Linked DNA regions of Mus musculus: regions 1, 3 and 4 are each linked to region 2. Evidence: chromatin contacts called from public Hi-C and promoter capture Hi-C data. All regions are on one chromosome and are shown on one strand. The core of a region is the stretch at or near the end of the contact, and the rest is flanking DNA. Distances in the headings are between cores, read along the strand shown. Region 1 holds the start of Tsn (translin). Region 2 holds the start of Actr3 (ARP3 actin-related protein 3). Region 3 holds the start of Dbi (diazepam binding inhibitor). Region 4 holds the start of Steap3 (STEAP family member 3).

Region 1 (3,666 bases), core at 679-3,178, 7.1 Mb after region 2:
ATTGGGGAAGTGGAGGCAGGAAGATCGGGAGGTTCATGGCTGTCCTTAGCTTCGTAATGAGTTAAACACTAGCCTAGTTAAGACCCTAATTAATAAAAAACAAGGAAGTGGCCACTCCAAGGTATGGTTGAGAAGGGTTTATTGTAGATATGAAGCTGACAACAAGAGGAGAGAGAGGTGGGAGAGTGAGAGAGGAACAGAAGAGGAGGTGCAAGGACTGGGAGATGAAGAGAGTGTGTAGCCACATTTTTTTTTTTTTTTATAGGGAGGAGAAAGTAGGGGAAGAGAAGCTGAAGCCCAGGCCCTGGGAGAGGTTTGGGGTAGGGGGCTGGTGAGAAGTGTTGGGAGGAGCCAAAGGTTCTGAGATGTGTTTCTTTGAGATCTAACATATTCTTTACCAAAACAAAACAGAAGAACACAAAAGAAGGGATTGGCTGTTGGAATAGAAAAGCTTTAAGATCAAAAGAATCCCTTCTCCCATGCTTAGCAAGGTATCTAAATTCTAAATTCCAGTGAAAGGTAAAGGGCACTTACAATATTCTTTCAAAAAAAAAAAAAAAGCCCACAAGCCTGGCAGTGGTGGCACATGCCTTTAATCCCAGCACTTGGGAGGCTGAGGCAGGCAGATTTCTGAGTTCGAGCTGAGGCAGGCAGATTTCTGAGTTCGAGGCCAGCCTGGTCTACAGAGTGAGTTCCAGTACAGCCAGGGCTACACAGAGAAACCCTTTCTCGACCCCCCCCCCCAAAGAATATTTCTTACTAAGTTATGAGGAAACTGGGTCCAGAACATGATCAAAAACAGTTCCTGTACAAGTGGGTGTCTTGGCTAGTTCCTGCTCCTTCAAAGAATGGTTCTTTTGTAGTTAAAATAGATTTTCTGGGCTGGGGGAGAGTATGAGACTGTCCATCAAAGATTACACATTTATTTACTTGGTGTGTGTGTGAGTGTAGTGTGTGTGTTTGAAGAGGACAACTTGTGGGAGTTGGTTCTTTCCTTCCATCAGACTGTCAGTCTTGGTGACAAACCTTTAACTGCTAAAGTTTGTCAATCTCTCCCTTTCGATGGTTAAGAGCCCTCACGCCACCACAGACGATACTCTTTCAAAGAAATAACAGGAAGTACTCCATCCAAGCTCATTCAGAAAGTGCACTCGGTGATCAGGTGGAGAAGCAGCTGGCAGGAGCTACAAGGTGAACTCTGGCCTCTTCAAGACTGCTCAAGACCAGAGAGATCTTCATGATACTCATTGGGAGGATAGGATAGCTGTGAGGCAGATCATGTACAAGGACTTCAAAGCCCTGAAGCACGTTCATAGCTGAAGTGTAGTCCCTGGTTGAAGGTTACAGTAACACGCTTTTCTTTTCTTTTCTTTTTTTTTTTTTTGGTAGATTTATTTATTTTATGCATATGAGTACATTGCATTTCAGACACACCAGAAGACGGCATTAGTTCCCATTATGGATGGTTGAGAGCCAACATGTGGTTGCTGGGAATTGAACTCAGGACCTCTGGAAGAGCAGTCGATGCTCTTAACCGCTGAGCCATCTCTCCAGACCCGAAGATAATATTTTTATTCATTAATATTTATTTAGATTATAGTCTTTTATTATTTTTCATTTATCGGATTACATTCTCTCGCCATTCTTCCCCATTCAGTTTATGCATGCTCTTTGTTGAGCAGACAGAAGTATAACTTCCCTCCCTTGCTTGAAGTACACAGATAACATGGATAAGCAAACCGCGCCACTCGCTGGCCCCGCCTTCTACGAGCCAAGTGTCCCTAAGGACCCCCCCCCCGCCCCCCCAACCGGCTGTTTTCCTAGATGCCTATCTGCGAATCCCCACCTCCTTAATTGGAGCTGCCTATCAGCCGGCCTACGGCCACGGGCCACTGAAGCCCCTACGTAGGGCTGTTTCCGGAGATGCCTACGTGCGGGCGGCAGGCGAGGCTCGGCCCTGCCGTCGGGATTCTGGGCAAGAGCGCGGCACGGGACTGTGCGCGCGGCGCTTCAGGCATTGCGGCGGGCAGCCCGGGCTCCGGTGCGCCGCGGGTGTGGGAAGACCCCGGCGCCAGCCTTGGCGCAAGGGCTAGTGGACGCGGCAGTGGCGACGGCGACGGGCGTTGCGAGCGAGTCCGCTACTTGTTTGTGGGTCGTACTTCTTCGGCGGTGCTCCGGTGCTGACTGATTGTAGGGCAGCCAGCGCCATGTCTGTGAGCGAGATCTTCGTGGAGCTGCAGGGCTTTTTGGCTGCCGAGCAGGACATCCGAGAGGCGAGCCCCCTTCCTCCCCATCTCCTTTTTTTCTTTTCCTAGCCAGGCTGGTCCAGTTGGCCTGGTCCTGCTCGGTCTCTCGTTTTCAGGCCCGATGGGTTTAGGTTAGGCCGCCTCTTGGTTCCGGATTCGACTTCTCAGCGTCATGTACCTCTTAGAATATCACCTTTCCTAGTTCAGTATTCCAGTCCCAGGCTCGGTTAACGCCCGTGGCTAACCAGCACATCTTTTCTATATTGGCTGCTGGTATTTTTTTTTTTTTAAATAGCACTTGCGGTCTTTCTTTAAGCAAAAAGCTCTTCTGTAGCTTCTCATCCCGCATAAAAAATTTAAAAAAAATCTAGATTCTCCGGTGGCTCACAAGGTCTCTTTCCCCGCTCTCCTTTTATTTACACTCGTTACTGTGTGTGTGTTTAAGTTAACTTTTTATTCGTCTAATGCTCCAGATATTGCTCTGTCTGAGGACCCTTGGTTGTATTATCTGCTTTTGCTGGAATTAGTTTATTTTCTGCTCTCTGGCTGTTTTCCTTTTGCGCGTGAGACAGGATCTTGATGTGTAGTAGCCTTGGGTGACCTCGAACTCGAACCTGTAGCCTTCAGCGTTTTCAGTGCTGAAATTAACACGTGCAAAATTTATAGTCCTTATTTTGACTGCTTTTCTGTTAGCTCCTAAAATCGTGAGAAATTGAGAAAAAAAAACCCATTTATCCGTCCTATTGCTAGAAGGAGTTGCTTGCGTCTCTGATGTTTGCATAATGCCCATAACTAAATGTGCTCAGAGAATGTGTGCAAAATGAATGAATGAAAATCAGTCACCACTTTGTATTTAAGTTTTTGTTCTATAGAGAACATTTACATTGTCAGTTATTCATTTATATAGTGTCTCAGTTGGGTTCTTGAGCAGGTGGCTATTTTTCTTTCACGGCTACTTGTAGAATTTGAGGCTTTTTTAGCAGCTCCTTGAGTTGTGACAAGAAGAAATTACTGGAAGAGTTTGGATTCACACCTGAAGAATCCCTTCTTGTGAAAGTCTGAGAGCTGTGACTGAATGTGAGGGTGTGGTAGCATGTTTGTAGGCGACTCTGCTGAAGATTACACTGACCTTATCTGGCTTTTGTTTTTAATTCTCTCTAGGAAATACGAAAAGTTGTACAGAGTTTAGAACAAACTGCTCGAGAGATTTTGACCCTACTTCAAGGGGTCCACCAGGGTACTGGATTTCAGGACAGTAAGTTTTTTTGCTTTGATGTTTGAAAAAATTTTTAAATTTTTTTGTCCAACATATCACTCTTAAGTCCATTAAAAGGACATACTGAGTACACTTTTGTCATTTATTGTGAGGAGTGTTTATTATGCTTTTATTTATTTATTATTGTGAGTGAAAATTGGAGAA
Region 2 (3,190 bases), core at 308-2,807:
ATCTAGCCAAGATCAGTCAGCATTTCAACCAAACTGACTGGATTCAGGAGATTACCAAAAAATAAATGAAAATCAGAGGGGACAGGAAGGGAGGAGGAAGAAGAGGAAGAAGAGGAAGAGGAGAAAAGGAGGAGGAGGAGGAGGAGGAGGAGGAGGAGGAGGAGGAGGAGGAGGAGGAGGAGGAATACATTGGGATATCCAGGGGAGCCAGAGAGAAGGTTCTGGGTAAATTCAATCAAGATATAGCATTTACATGTATGGGATTGCTAAAGAATAAATAAAAGACAAGCCTGTTGGGAAGGAAAGCTATTAACTTTCCAGGTTCCTGCTGATGAGAAAGTAAATTCTCAGGTTCTACTGCACATTGATTTTGCCTAATCCCCTGGGAGATGACCCAGCAACATACTTTAAGCTTTCTATGTTACTCTGATGTATTCAAGTTTTAAAAGTATTACTTTTTAAGTCTGTGATGTAAAAAAATACATATCTTTTTCTCATCTTTCTTTCTTTTTCTTTTTCTTTTTTTTTCCAACTAGAAAAAGTTGGTATCACGTTAACAGCACTCCACAGAAGGAAATTCATTGTCACTTCAACCGGAATAGAGGCCACCTGCACAGAGTCTATTTTGTAGAACACAACCTCTGGGACACTGGCCTTTCTTAAAGGCCGGAGATAATCTCACTACTCTTGAAAGAAGTTTATCATCACCCCAAAACCCAAATAAAGGCCATTTGTACAGGCTATGTAGAGCATAACCTCTGGGAAACTTGATTTTTTAATTTTTGTTTTATATTTTCTTATGAGGGGGAGGATGTGCGCAAAATCAAAGAACAACTTGTGGGGGTCTTTTCATTCCTTCCAGCATGTGGATCTCCAAGGGCTCAAACTCAGGTTAGTGAGTGCAAGCATCTTTACCTGCTAAGCCATGTCACTGATCCAACACTTGCCTTTCTTGGAAGACACACAGGAATCCCCAAACCCTGAAGAAGGTGGGTTTGTTATTGTTCAACCTAACGTCTTGGATCCTTGCCTGTCTTAAAAGCAAAGGCCCACCATTTTGGGGAGCTTGCAAACTACAATGCAATAGTATAACTGACATAAATCTCAGGACACATCCCTTTTCTGACTGCTCACCTACAGCGATTATGGGGACATGCCGCTGACCACGTTTCCAATTAGCCCTTCACCCCACAGTAGAAAGCCTCCTGCCCATGGCTCAAGTTAGCAGAGAAGAAACACACTCAACACCCACCACCACCAAAAGCCAGCTTCCTAACTAAATAACTGCCTGACTTCTGGGCTGCCACCGGCCAGAAAATGCGAACTGGAATCTTCGCAAGTCGGAAGCGGAGCCGCGACCCACAGCTGCGCGCCACTGCGCATGCGTAGCCGCTTCTGGACCCCCTTCAAGCTCAGCTTGGCTTCTGGGCTTCCAGCTATTTGAAAACCCAAAGTGGACTTTCTGGCTATCCGGAAGGGAGCCGGGGCCGGGCGGCCGCACAGTACATCGCACGCACGCGCGCGCGTGCTCGCTCCTCCCACCCGGAACCGGAAGTGGGAGCGATCGCGGCCTGGGGCCTGGCCTGGCCGGGGCGTCGGCAGCGGCGGCCATCTTGGCTCCCCGCGGAAAGGCAGTGCGAGGGGGAAGAAGTTGTAGGGTGGGGGCGGGAGCGAGGAGGAGGAGGAGGAGGGCGGAGAGCGGAGGGGTAGAGGAGGAGGCCGCGGCAGGGTAGGGCGGGGACAGCCAGCCTGCCGGCCGGCCAGCCTGCTGGGCTTGCGGAAGTACTAGCCGACTGCTCACTCGCTCCTGCTCGGGCTTCCCACAGCTCCCTCCCTTCCTCCCTCCCTCCCGACCGAGGGCGGCCCGGGCCGGTGCATGGTCAGCCAGCTCCCATCTCTAGCTCCCCGGCCTCTCAGCAGCACGGAACGGACGGCAGCGGCGGGCGAGGAGGAAGATGGCGGGACGGCTGCCGGCCTGTGTGGTGGACTGTGGCACGGGGTACGGCGGGTCTTCGGGGTGGGGGAGACTGAGGCCGGGGACGGGCGGAGGAGGGAGATGAATGGGGGGAGCCGGCCAGACTGGCGAGGGGTGGTGCCGGGAGCCTCCCGGGACAGAGATCTTTTCCAGGCCCTTCCTTTCCGAGGAGGCCGTCTGGCCCACCTGGCTGTCCTTTCCCTTCTCTCCCCTTTGCTGCCTGTGAAGCAGGGCACCCACCGAGGACCTCCAGACCTAGGAGCAAGGAAAAGAGAGAGAGAGAGAGAGAGAGAGAGAGAGAGAGAGAGAGAGAGAGAGAGAGAGAGAGAGAGAAGCGCTCCTTGCAGATTTTGCAAGATCGCGGTGACAACTCTCGATCTCTTAGGGCGTGTGGGTGGGGAGAGCGACGAACCAGGCTGTGAAAATGGGAAGCTAGCATGGGGGGCTTTTGCAGCGGACCCACGCGCCGCCTGGTTTCCGCCCACACCCATTCGTAGCCATCTCCCACTACCCATTGAACCAAGTCAGTTCCAGCGAGGAGGATCTCACGGGGGTTATAGCTCTTGCCTCAAAAAAGTCCCTTGGTGAGCAAGCGCGCTGCAACTTCCTTAGTTTTGTCAAAGCCGCTTCCTGCTTTCCGTCTTTTATAGCCTTATAAGGTAGTTTTTCGTCTCGAACGTTACCACGTCTTATTAGAACTTTCAAAATTAAGCAGGTTGCATAAAGAGTACATTATGAGTGGTAGGTATCAATATGTCTGAACTAGAAAAAAAAATGTTCTTGTGTGTCCACGGAGGGAGACAGAGGGGAGAGAAGGGACGCACCCTGGAACCTAAACGTTTGTTCACGTTCGTTTTGTGACTGTGTCTTGAAAACTGAAAGGGGGTATAAAGGAATGTGTTTGATTTAAAGTAATTGTTTCTGATAGTAGTGTGGTTGACTAAAATGACTTTAAAGTAGTGGTTTTGTATTAATGAACCTTGTCAAGAGTTACAACTTGCTCTGGGTAGTGACCTAGAGAGAAGACTGTACATTTTTTTATGTTCTACGTTGAAATCCTTGGTGGAGGAAGAGGCCTGTCTGATCTCGAATCCCCCAAATACATCAGTGGTTTTGAGGATAGTTGCCAACCTTTTTCCTCTTATTCTCCCTACCACAGTTATTTAAGCGATGCCTTTTCTTTCCCTCCACACTAGTTAAAACTCTTCTGCCTTT
Region 3 (3,371 bases), core at 74-2,573, 5.3 Mb after region 2:
GTTTTACTTAGTTGTACTTCCTCATTGCCCCGCTGTAGTCTTTTGTCCCGGGACACATATTCTTGGATTTGAATGCCGTCTAAACTCAACCCTCTGAACCTGCTGTGCACTCCTAAGCATGTTCTCCCTAACACTCTGGGTTTTCTCAATTTCTCTGACCTCCGTGTCTAGCTTAAAAGGCATAACTTAGGCAGAGGCAGGCGGATTTCTGAGTTCGAGACCAGCCAGAGCTATACAGAGAACCCCTGTCTTGAAAAACCAAAAAAAAAAAAAAAAAAAAAAAAGGCAAAACTTTTCCCCAGTCTCCTCTCCCCAGTGGATGTCAACATTTTCAGCTTGTCTGTCCTGTGGGTTTTTTACCTCAAACTTTTAATATAATTGTCCTCAAGCTTCCTTCCGAATCAGTTTTAAATTATTTCACTAATGAGACTAAGAATTCAAAGACCTCAGTGTCCACAGTAACTCCTGCTTACTCCTGCTTCTGCTAGAATGCTCCTTCCGACTTGCAGGACTCGCTCAAACAGCATCTTCTCCCCAACCCCTCTCCACACACATCAGTTATAACTTCCAACTCTTTACTTTTTAAACTAAATCAACTATGAACCCACTATAAGACGCTGCAAAGTAGCAAAGATTCGTCTGTTTGTCCTCTGCTGCGTGTCCAAGGTCTAGGAGTCGGCAAGCATCAGGTCACGTGTTTAAAAACCATTTGAAAAGTTATTCACTTAACCAAGGCTCGATGGGCACCTCTTCTTGTGCAAGTTTGTTATATCACATTGTCTCCGCCTTTATAAAGCACTGATGGAACACAAGACTGCGTTAGGGGTGCAGGACCGACAAGTATGGGCAATGTCAAAGAATATGCCAGAAGTTCAGAAGAAAAGGCCTAGATATGGACTTGGTCCAGCGGGCCACCATTGCGCTGTGCACCGGGGATTCTTCCCTGGATTTTCCGAAAGGGGTCGGGGCATCCCATTTTCTAGTCGGATAATTTACTCAACCAGCGATGCAACTTCCGGCCTCTTTCCAATCCGCATGAGAGTTAAAGGGAAAGAATCATACTGATTTCTGCTCTCCTCCCGCAGCACCCCATTTCACGCGTTCTCAGTGCCTGCTAGCTCCTGCCCAACTGCCCTGACGGAGAATGTCCCGTCCGTCCCTTCCCCCACGGAAAAAAAAAAAAAAACGAAACGCGTCCCACCTGCTCCCAACGTGCCCCGCGGCTCCTCCCCGCGCGTGCGCAATAAACTCCCTCTTGGGTCCGGGAAGGGTTGGAGCGCTCCGCTAGGATGGACACGCCCCCGAAAGCAGATCCGACTTCTGATTGGCTGCTGCCGCTCGCCCGAGCTCAGTTGGAACGCCGGGGTTGTGCTTTTAAAGGCGCTAGCTGGTGCGCTCTGTGACTTGATTGCTGCTGCTTCTGAGCTTGCTCCCGCGCTTTCGGCATCCGTATCACCTCACCAGTATGTCTCAGGTACTGCGTGTGCCCCGCCGGGCTGCGAAGATGCTGTGGGTTTGGGGACAGCCGGGTCTATTTCCTCAGATATCCCGCAGCTCTTCTGGGATCCGAGCCCAGCTCATAGCCTGGGGAGCGGAACTTTTTCCCTTGCAGATATGTAAAACTGCCACCCACGCCGGAACTGCCAGAGAGTTGCCGGTGGGCTGAACTCCTGGGTGAAGCAGGAACAGGGTCCTCGAAAGAAAGATGGGGCGTAAGAGGGAAGGAAGGACAGGGAAGATTGAATCCCACACTGGGAAGAACCGAATGGAATAGAGGGGCACTCATACAGGCCCTGGCTGAAGAGCCTGGAGGTCGGGGAAGGTATTTAGTCTTGTGCCTGGCCTGCCCCTGTACAGAAGAGATGTGAGTAGGTGAGGTGGTCCAGAAGCCTTTTCCTTCCCTCCAGTGGAGACCACTACCGAGGACTGAGCCCTGTAGGGCGATCTCTGACTCCTCCCACTTGCCTCTCCCTAATCTGGGCACTGGGACAGAGGTCAACGCTGAACTCCAGGCCCCTGTAGGAAGGGACCAGCTGGCTCCAGACACTGGATTCCACCGCATTCCTCTCCTGAACTCTGATCGACTGTTTTGATCACACCACGTTTCCCCTTACTGCCCAGTCAATCTCCGCTGATCATAGGTCGGGCTTTACTGGAACCCCAGCAATTGTTGGATCTGGGCCAGTGGTGGCCCAGGCAGTTAGTTGGGCAAGAAAATTTTCAAGGGCGTGCACTTCCACTGTGAGCCAAAACTATTCCCAGCACTTGACACAGTGCTGTAACTGCTTGAGTGGACAGGTGGGCCTTAGGGAATCCTGGCAAGAAGAGGGAATATGGGAGGCATCCCTGGGCCTCTCCCACTCAGGCAACCTACATCTCGTTCCTCTCCCTCTCCCTCACTCTTAGGCTGAATTTGACAAAGCCGCTGAGGAGGTGAAGCGCCTCAAGACTCAGCCAACTGATGAAGAGATGCTGTTCATCTACAGTCACTTCAAACAAGCTACTGTGGGCGATGTAAATACAGGTATGCCCAGCTTCTCATCAGAGCGGGCCAAGTTGGCTCGGCAGCCCGGGAGTCTGAGAACTTCGCCTTCCGACTGCCAGAGGCAGGCTGTGATGACAGAACATTGGTATGGAGACCTTAAGCTGAGAGATTGTCACCTGCAAAGACCATCTCCCTAAACTCTTAGTGACTCTGGGAGCAGAGTCAGTGTGGGTTTACAAGGACTTTACTGATTATCTCAGCATCTACTCTGAAGGCAGCAAAGGCTCCAGCCTTGTTGCTCAGCAGTCGCTTTCTCGAGCCTCCCGTTTCCATCAGATGAACAGGGTCATGGAGTGCTTGGCCTCTTTCCCAAGCCGAATAGATGAGCAGATACATCATATCTGGTACCCTGGGGCAAGGCAGAAGTGCTGCTGGCCCAAGTCTGCCCTATCCAGGTGACTTTTCTCCCTATCCAAAAATCTTGGGCAGATTTTTCTTTTTTGCCAAGTATTGTAGGTTGATGGGCCAGCCTGTCTCTGCCTCTCCAGCACTGTTATAAGCACAGGCTGCTGCGTGGCCTTATATTTGTTTCCCTCCCACATGGGTTCCGGGAGTCAAACTCACACCCTCGTACTTTACTGGCTGGCCTGTCTCTCCAGCCCCTTGGTATAGCTTTTGAAACTATGCTGTGGGTTACCTTAGTCTATGATACTGTCTTTTCTGTGCCTTGAGCAGTGGCTATAGCCTGAGATAGCAACACAGTGTGTTCCAGCAAGGACTCATGACAGCATAGAAGAAAATGTATGCCTCAGTCACCCACCAAGCATGGCCTCCAATTCCACTGGAGCTGGAGTGGCTAGCCAAGCAGGTCAGAGATTTGAGGGCT
Region 4 (3,202 bases), core at 31-2,530, 5.2 Mb after region 2:
CAAAGACCCACATAAACTGGACATAGTAGAGTATCCCTGTAATCCCAAGTACTGGGGAGGCAGGGGCTGAAGGATCAAGGGTTCAAGGTCTTTCTTTAAGACCAACCTGGTCTAAGTGAGACCCTCAGAGTAGGAAAGAAGCCTTCCCAAGGTCACACTGTTAGCATGCGGTTAAACTCAAGTTCATATTTAGGGCAACCAACTGCTAACCTAGCCTTACTTGTTGATTCAGAGTGGGTAAATGTTGTCCAGGACTACAGGAGCTGATAGATGCCGACAACAGGGAATTGTATTTCCAAGGAAGTGGGATTTGGGTGGGTCAGGAGTATATTCAAACTCAGATGGAAAGAGCAGGCCAAGAGCAAGAGAGTCACAGGTCAGGGCATGAAGAAAGAGAAAACAAAACCAGTCTCTGTATTGGCCTGCACTGGACTCCATGTGATTCCAGAATCTAGCCCTACCCCCAAGAGGCTTTACTGTTAGGGACAGACATAAGAGGACTGCCAGTCAGAGCAATATGGACCTGCTCTAGTTGCTGGTCCTTATAAAGCCACAGACTGGGACGTGTGTGCTTAGCAACAGACTTCACTGGGCTGCAAGTTTGCTAGTTCTGACACGCTGAAGACAGTCAGATATGCCCATACACAAGCCCAGACAGCACCGTTCCTGAACTCTGGGCTGCCCTCAAAGCCTTGGAACCCAGCAGTCAGCAGCCAGCAGCGAGTGGGCGTGTGCCCTTATCTACCATTTCCAGTGAAATGATAATAGAGCGGTCTGTCCATCATCTTCTGCTATAGGCACTGTCTGGCATGTGGTGACAAAGAAGATCCCCCTATCAGCACAAACTGCTGAGAGAATTCTCGAGAAGCCTGTAACAGCCATGGTGATTGCAATGAATTACCCTCCTAGAAATTGATCATTCGCTACTTTCTGTTACCATAATGCTGGCTTTGTACCTCCAAGGGTCTCAGTGTCTCTGCCCAACCTCTCCATGACATTTATTCATTTTATGCATCCTGGCTTCAGCTTGCCATCCTGCCTCAATTCCTGTACCAAAGACTCTGCAGTCTGAGCCACTAATTACTTCAGTGAGGTTTCCTCCCCAAACAGGAAGTCTCCCGCAGAATTGCTCTCTCAGGGCACTCTCTAACCGAACATCAGCCACCTCTCCAGGGGCCAGTCCCTGTGGCCAGCTGTAGGTGGGCAAACTGAGAGGGGAGGTGTCCCAGTTACCCACGCCCTAGAAGGGCCCGTGGCCGTCCCAATTCTGAAAAACCCCAGTCAGACTGCCGAAGGTGGAGACTTTAGTCAGAAGAGGCGACTTGCAGCGGGGTTGTCTGGGCATTCTAAAACTTCAGACCTCCCCTGAGGCCAGATGGCGCAGTCACCTGTTGCTGGTAAGTCTGTTGGGGCTCCAGGGCAGCTACCAGATTCACTTACTAGTACGCCATCCTCTGGTCCACTTGAGAGTGCTGTTCTTTGAAGGTCTGCAGATTTTACCAGAGCCCAGAGAGAGCAGTGTTTCCCTGAGAGTTGCACAGCCTCAGCCTGGCAGCAAGGAGCACAGTAGAATAAGATCTTGTCAAAATAAAGCAGGAGATTGATTGTCTGCTGTGTGTATTTCAGGGCCACCTTCTCAGGGAGGGCGTTCAGGCAGTAAACACAAGAGCCTCTTCAGAGTGCAGGGCTCTGGTTTGCACACACAGAGAAAGCAGCGGCTTCGTGGGTTTTAGTGTGTGTTGCTTTAAAAAAAAATTAATGTTCATGATGTATTTCTGAGGAATGTGGGCCCGTCGGGAATTATAAATTTTACACAGAACTGCCGGCTGCGAGTAATCGAACTGGATTTTTCTAGAAGGATTTGAAAAGCTAGATGTTTGTAAAAGCTCTATCAATTATTCATTTGCTTTTATTCTGCAAAGTGATGTGGAGAGAAAATGCTGTTTTCTAACAGATCAAACTTGTGTGCATGAGTGTGTGTGTCTGTGTGTGTGTATGTGTGAGTGTGTCTGTGTGTGTGTGTGTCTGTGTGTGTGAGAGTGTGTGTGTGTGAGTGTGTGTGTGTGTGTCTGTGAGTGTGTGTGTGTCTCTGTGTGTGTGTGTGAGTGTGTGTGTGAGTGTGTGTGTGTGTGAGTGTGTCTGTGGGTGTGTGTGTGAGAGAGAGTGAGTGTGTGTGTGTGTGTGTGTGTGTGTGTGTGTGTGTGTGTGAGTGAGTGTGTGTGGGGGGAGGCCTGGCTTATGTGCATGGACTTTGTTTCCTCTTCGGCAGGCACAAAACTGCCATCCTTTTAAAAAAAAATAATGATTTTTATGATGTCTAAATAACAATCCCAGGTAGTATTGCAAGAAACGTAACAGCAAAATGTTTGTAAGAGTCCATCTGATAGGGGAGATGCCCACAGAGAAAACAGAAGTGTGCCACTTAGGACATGTTTGATGTCATTAGCTTTTATTTTGTTTGGGGCAGAGCCTGCTGTAGCCCAAGCTGGTCTCAACCTCATCATGTAACTAAGGACAATTTGGAACTTCTCATTCTCCTGCCTCTACCGCCCAAATATGGAAATGACAAATACACACTACCACGATGTTTGTATGGTTCTAGGGATATAACTCAGGGCTTCCTGTATACTCCATAAGCTCTCTACCAATCAGCCTCCATCTCCAGATCTGCCACTACATTTTACATGCTAATTTCAGACTGGTAGCCTCTTTTCTCTCACCTCACCTTGGGAGGTAGACACGGGTTGGGCAAGGAAAGAGACTGTGGTCTCTGAGCCTAGGAAGGAACAAAGGCCTGGGTCTAAGTGAACGCCTACTTAAGACCCAGGATGGAGGACAGCCACACTCTAAAGGAACAGCAAGAAGAGGGACTGGGAAATTGTTCCCAACAGCTCAGAGAGAAGATAAAGGACACAGGAAGGAAACAGACTTAAATCTAGAACCTGGTGCTGGCCAGGTGACATCTGTAGCACCCACATACAGAGCCTCTGCCCTTGCCACCCAAGATGTCAGTTGGATGCTGAGACTAGATTAAGGCAGAGCCAGCTCTGGGACCGAGAGGTGCTCCCTTTGCCTGTCTGGGCCTTAGTTTATGATGCATAAAGTAGAAGCATCCTCTGTAGGTCATATCCCAACACACATCCAAAGTCATGTATTGCTGCACAGTGAGATCTGCCCTTGTCTTCTAATCTCTTCTCATTCG

The links. Promoter capture Hi-C pulls out the DNA fragments that hold promoters and counts their contacts. A called contact is a pair of places that touch in the nucleus more often than the background predicts.
Region 1: a Hi-C map of B cells shows a contact between it and region 2, with 5 read pairs. The contact joins the promoter of Tsn here to the promoter of Actr3 in region 2. A contact is called at or near these places in 1 of 39 promoter capture datasets (cranial neural crest) and 1 of 484 Hi-C or Micro-C datasets (B cells).
Region 3: a promoter capture Hi-C map of pre-B cells shows a contact between it and region 2. The contact joins the promoter of Dbi here to the promoter of Actr3 in region 2. A contact is called at or near these places in 2 of 39 promoter capture datasets (cranial neural crest and pre-B cells) and 2 of 484 Hi-C or Micro-C datasets (B cells and muscle stem cells).
Region 4: a promoter capture Hi-C map of pre-B cells shows a contact between it and region 2, with 3 times the contacts expected there. The contact joins the promoter of Steap3 here to the promoter of Actr3 in region 2. A contact is called at or near these places in 3 of 39 promoter capture datasets (maxillary cranial neural crest, pre-B cells and second pharyngeal arch cranial neural crest) and 1 of 484 Hi-C or Micro-C datasets (the G1E-ER4 cell line).

What each region holds. Positions count from the first base shown.
Region 1 is chr1:118,309,608-118,313,273 of GRCm38.p6, reverse strand. Tsn (translin) reads left to right here and starts at 1,928. Exons shown (of 6, transcript NM_011650.4): 1 at 1,928-2,273; 2 at 3,408-3,501. The coding sequence starts at 2,208.
Region 2 is chr1:125,434,094-125,437,283 of GRCm38.p6, reverse strand. Actr3 (ARP3 actin-related protein 3) reads left to right here and starts at 1,557. Exons shown (of 12, transcript NM_023735.2): 1 at 1,557-1,999. The coding sequence starts at 1,956.
Region 3 is chr1:120,119,048-120,122,418 of GRCm38.p6, reverse strand. Dbi (diazepam binding inhibitor) reads left to right here and starts at 1,323. Exons shown (of 4, transcript NM_007830.4): 1 at 1,323-1,474; 2 at 2,407-2,524. The coding sequence starts at 1,466. 3110009E18Rik (RIKEN cDNA 3110009E18 gene) reads right to left here and starts at 1,232. Exons shown (of 6, transcript NM_028439.2): 1 at 1,202-1,232.
Region 4 is chr1:120,256,956-120,260,157 of GRCm38.p6, reverse strand. It overlaps Steap3 (STEAP family member 3), which reads left to right and starts at 1,280. Exons shown (of 5, transcript NM_001379355.1): 1 at 1,280-1,397. The coding sequence starts at 1,376.